Linked DNA regions of Muntiacus reevesi: region 2 is linked to region 1. A link is a contact called in public Hi-C data. All regions are on one chromosome and are shown on one strand. The core of a region is the stretch at or near the end of the contact, and the rest is flanking DNA. Distances in the headings are between cores, read along the strand shown. Region 1 holds the start of CAPN7 (calpain 7). Region 2 holds the start of BTD (biotinidase).

The links. A called contact is a pair of places that touch in the nucleus more often than the background predicts.
Region 2: a Hi-C map of blood shows a contact between it and region 1, with 2.9 times the contacts expected there. The contact joins the promoter of BTD here to the promoter of CAPN7 in region 1. A contact is called at or near these places in 2 of 3 Hi-C or Micro-C datasets (blood and muscle).

The regions. Positions count from the first base shown.
Region 1 is chr8:31,390,833-31,393,532 of mMunRee1.1, forward strand. It overlaps CAPN7 (calpain 7), which reads left to right and starts at 1,284. Exons shown (of 19, transcript XM_065943179.1): 1 at 1,284-1,587. The coding sequence starts at 1,486.
Region 2 is chr8:31,763,259-31,765,958 of mMunRee1.1, forward strand. BTD (biotinidase) reads left to right here and starts at 1,255. Exons shown (of 4, transcript XM_065943356.1): 1 at 1,255-1,394. It overlaps HACL1 (2-hydroxyacyl-CoA lyase 1), which reads right to left and starts at 1,374. Exons shown (of 16, transcript XM_065943354.1): 1 at 1,236-1,374; 2 at 940-1,044. The coding sequence starts at 1,325.

The DNA of each region.
Region 1 (2,700 bases), core at 34-2,533:
TGTGGCACACCAGCTTAGTTGCTCCCCAGCATGTGGGGTCTTTCTCGACCAGTGATATTGAAGGAGCAGAGGAAGAGGCCGTGCTGACTCCATCTTGAAAAAGAAAGAAACTCCATCTTGCACTTTCAGTGAGCTTTGGACTATGTGCCTGGTAGCCATAGGCATAACATACCTACAGCTGAACTGGCTTCCCAGAGTGATAGACACCGGATTCCATACCAAGATTTCCCATCGCCAAAAAGAATGCAATAATCCCCTATGTAGTCAATCACCTTTGTAATCTTTATGGTACCCATTGGTGTAAGCTACAATGTATAACCAGCTGACCCTTCTGATTATGAATCATGGCTGTGACCTGATTGTATCTCCCTTTAACACTTTCCAGGCTAGGTTTAAGGAATTTGGGGATGTGGGCTTCAGCAGTACTTATATACTTAAGGTATATAAGGTTTTCACAAAAGTCGGTCGGGGTTCTTGGCTAAGAGGACCCTCTGCCTTGGGCCCCCTGGTGTAATAAATTACACTCCACTATCTGCATTGTCCTTCTGGGTGAGTTTGTTTCCTGGAACGCGCGGCTACAACAATACACCCTGTGTCCCCTGCACTGGCAGGCAGATTCTTATCCACTCCACCACATGTGAAGTTCCTTCATTTGTATTGCTGAAGTCAAGAGTTTTGAGAGAGAAAGAAATTAATCAAATAATCACCTAACTGAGTCATGACAACAGCATTAAGTTAACCTAAGGATAAGTAAACAAGAAAACGCATTACCTTGCTTGTCGACAATTCACTCAATACCATACACTCAGGGAGGTACACATGGTTAGAAACCTTATAAAAGTATCACATAAGGACCCTCTGTCCTTACTTCACGTCCCTAATCTTAAAAAGTCAGCTCAGAAGAGACAGGTAATGTGACGCTATGTCTTTACTTCACTTCCCTGACTTAAAAAAGCCAGCTCAGATGAGGGCGGGAAGCGCGGCTCACCTTACCCGGATAGTAAGTGGGGACAAGGTTCCCTGAGGCGCATGCGCGCCTGCACCCAGTCTGACCAGCAACAGCCCTCACACTCACATTTCCGTCAGACAGTCGGCGAAGCCCGCGGCCGCGCCGACGTGGCGCCGCATGGGCCTGCCCAATCCCCGGAGCCCGGGTGGTCACGTGCACACGGCGCGGCGCAGCCGGGCCCCGCCCACCGCCCGCGCCCTCCGGCGAGCCGGGGCCTCCCTCAGTCGCCGCGGCTCCCAGAACACCTGCGCGGGCCCGGTTGCGCCTGCGCAGTGTGGCCGGTGGGCCGGCCTGGGAGTGCGGCGGCCGCGGCGCGAGGGTGCCGGCGGGCTGGGAGCCTGAGGTGGGCTGTTGGCCGTCCTCCCTCAGTCGACGGAAGTGAGCTCTGGCTCGCCTTCCGCGCGGCCCGGGACCTCTCGCGGCCCCTGGGCGCGCGGCGGTCGGCGACGCGAGGAGGGCTCCGGCGCGGAGCGGCCATGGACTCGGCGGCGCTGGAGCGGGACGCGGTGCAGTTCGCGCGGCTGGCGGTTCAGCGCGATCAAGAGGGCCGCTACGCGGAGGCCGTGTTTTACTACAAGGTGGGCCGGGGGCGGGGCCGGGGGCCGGGGGGCGGGCCCGCTCGGGCCGGGGGCGGGGCTGAGGGGCCATCCCGCCGGGGGCTGGGTCGCCGATCCCCCGGCTCGGAGCTCCTGAGGGCGGCGGCGGGGCCGGACGCTGGGCTCCACAGACGTGGGCTCACCGCGGCAGACGGGCTGGAGGCACGCGGGAGAGCGCCGCGAGTCAGTGGAGAAGAAAGCATTGTGCGTCCTAGTGCTTGACTTCCACACGTCTTGATCTCCCCAGTGTCTGTGTACACATCCTTTTTCAAAAAACAAACTGGGGTCAGATTGTCTATGATTTTTTTAAACCTGTCCTTTTGAACTTTTAATAAAATTACTAATTTTTTAAAAGTTTCTTGATGTGATCTTGTTATCAATAATAATATTAAGGGCTAGATGCATAGTATCCCATTATGTGGGTATGCCATCGTTTGTTGAGAAACTCTTCTGGCCATTTTAACGTGCATTCTGTTTCTTCAGCATCATAATATCCTTGTAGCTAATACTTTACACGTTTCTGTGATATTTCTTTTGGATAAATTGCTAAGGCCAGAATTAGAGGCGCTCCCAGTTCACTGCCTGCTCCCCAATTCTGAAGATTTGCAGACGCACACCTCTCCAGCTCCAGTCCTGGCCCATCCCCACTCCGTTGGAAGGAGCTGTATCCTCTACAGTCACCTTTTCTTTTAGGAAGAATGTCAGACTTTGAAAATACAGTGGTAGTCGTTTTTCTTCCACAAACCTATATGCTGCAATAATGTGTAATTTACTGTTCTCAGATTAATGTTTGATTGCCTTCATTTTATAACCTATATTTAGAGACTTCGGTTGTGTTTCAGAGTCATTCTTTTTGAACTTTATTTTCTTTGCAATTTCATAATGGTGGTATTTCTTTAAAAGTAGAACTGTGTTTTATTAGTTTTGTGAAATAATGACAAACGTTCATAAGTAAACAGTGCCATATGAAATAGCTTTTTCTAAAGTGAAAGGAAATGCTGTACAGCACCTCTTGTTTTGCTGTAGAATTGCATGCGTGTTGTTATAAAGAATTTCTTTTCCTTGAGAGAATCAGAAAAGTGGTGGTGTTTCTAG
Region 2 (2,700 bases), core at 5-2,504, 370 kb after region 1:
TTGGAGATTGATTGAAATTTCCTTTATGGCCTTCATATGGTTAGTTTTTATTTTTAAACTGCACTTCAGCTCATTACAGAAAGAAGGGGAAGGTGCTAAACACAAGATAACCTGGGAAAATGCTAAATGCCCTTTATGAAGAAATGAGACAGGGTTGACAAAACGTCCTAACTTCCTTTCTTGGACTTCCAAATAAGCCTCTAAGAAGGGTGGCAATGTGAGGAGGTGGAATGAGCACTGGCCTGGGTCTTGGGACATCTCTGGAGTTCAATCACGGCTTTATCATTTGTGAGGCCTGTCACCTTGCAGAGCCACCTACTACACAACCTGAGACGTGACCTTTCCCCATTCATGTTGCAGGTACTATCATGGGCAGGCCCCACGGATAAACTGGGGATACAGATGTGCGAATAAGAAATATGTATTTGTGACCCCCTGGAACTCACAGACTAATAGGGAAGTCAGACGAGGCAAATAATACACAGAAACAGACACATAACAATAGCTAGTTATAGGAATGAAGCACAGGGGCCCAGGTAAGTATCAGACCAAGTAAGTGTCCCTTCCGATTCTGACACTCTAAAGACCTGGCAGAGTTCCATACTGCGTAGTTGTAACAGCAAGGACTCCAGAGCCAGAACACCTGGGTTCAAAGCCTGACTCCGCTAGCTGTTTCCTTGAGCAAGTTTCTTCACTTCTCTGTGGGGGGCGGGGGCGTCTCTCTTTTATGAATTTTACATTTATTTATTTTTAACTGGAGCCTCACTGTTCTCATCTGCAGCGACGATTAACAATCGGTCTTGCCTCCCAGGAGCGTTGTGATTGATAAGCATAAAGTATTAGAAGAGTGAGCGGTAAGCAGCGACTGTCTGCAATGAATTATTTGTCATCACCGTTACTCATTCCCAAGAACGCGCTGGGCTCTGAGTCCATACTTACTGCCTGCTCATTCCTCATCCCGATGTATCTGATGCCCACCTCCTGCGCAGCAAGGGCGATTTCGGTCACCGGGATGCCTACGATGCCGAACATGTAATTCACGTCCTGGGGGGCGGCCAAAAGCAGAGGAATGAGGCCAGCACCCCAGCCCGCCCTTTCGAGGCGGTAAAAAAAGAAAACCTCCCGCAAACCTCCCTTCTGCCCACCTCCCCACTCCCGCCGCTTTCCCGTTTCCAAGACAACGCGGCGGCCCCGTCGGCTTCCGTAGGGCTCTCTGCAGCGGGCAGGCCTCACACCTGGGTTTTCAGGGCCTGGGCGATGACTCGCGCCCCGGACACCTGCCCCTCGAGTCCGTCACTGCGCGCCGCCAGGTTACTTTCCGACATCTCCCACCGCAGCGGACAGCAGGCTAACGCGGAGTCACCCTGTCAAGCCAGCCCCTGAGGACACTAACCGTGAGGCCGCTCCTCTAAAGGAGGAGGGGAGCCATAGGCACCTTTAAGGAGGGGAGAGGGGCGGGGCTGCAGCCAGCCTACTGGCGCTGAGGTGACGGGTAAACACGCTCTCTCCTGTCAGGGCCGGCCCTTCTCTCCGGCCCGCCCCTCACGGAACTCGGGGAGCTTTAGGAGGAGGCGGAGGCGTCCGCCGAGCGCGTGAGAGGTGGGCCGGCGGTGGGGTCTGGGGCCTTAGCCCACGACCTAGAACCTTTTAGGGACGCGGGAGGGGCGGGTGGCGCCTGCGCAGAGCCTGGGCGGAAGCGGGGCCAGGAGCGTGGCCGCGGCAGAAAGGGGCGTGGCGCGCGCTCGCGGCCCCACCCCACAGCCTTTAGGGAACCCGGCAGGGCGAGTGGTGCCTGCGCAGAGCAGGGCGGAAGGTGGGCCGCGGCGGGGCCGTCGCAGAAGGGGGCGTGGCTCCGGGAGCTGCGCGCGGGTTTTGCTGGGACGCGAGCGGTGGGATGGCGCCGGATGTTGGTCGAGGCGGGCCTTTTTTTGTGTTGTGTGGTTTTGTTCCCGCGTCTCGTTGTATTCTAGGCTTTGACGTACACGCTTATTTGATGGATACGTTCGTAACTTTGCAATCCGTGAAGATAAATGCCAACTAATTAAATCCGTAAGCGGATGTGTACTCTTTACTTTAGACAAGGACACCGTATCTCCCAGGGAGAGCTGAAGTAACTTGCCCAGAGCCTTTGGACCAGAAGTCTTGTACTCCCTTCACCCTTCCGCCCTTTGGCCACAGGGGATAAGGGCCCCTTGAGCCTAGTTACTTCTGACGGTTTTTTTTTTTTTTCTGTAATCCTTGCTAGTAACCCTTCACTCTGCCTTTACAGTGAAGTCAGGAAATGGTGGGGAGAGTTGTGAGTCTTCAGAGTCAGCCTCTTATCGAGACCAGCTCCTGCAGCTGAGAACCTTTTTGTGGAAAAAAAAAAAAAAAAAGTATTGAAGTATTTATTGACTTATAGTGTTAATTTCTGCTGTACAGCGAAGTGATTCGGTTCTGCCTCTATGTACACACTTCTTTTTCATACTCTTCTATCAAAGTTTATCGCAAGAAGAGAACTTTTTAAAAGACAGTTTTGAGTGAAAATGTCCTTACAGTGTGTGGTTCATGATGCCAGGGCCTCAGGAGCATTAGACCACCTGCTTAGTAGTGTCATGCGAGTGTATGTACCTTGGTTCTTTGTCTCGTCACAACAAAAATTTGGAGTGACGGACATTAAAGCCCCTTGGCGGGTCACAGCTCTTGGAGGACAGGCCGTGT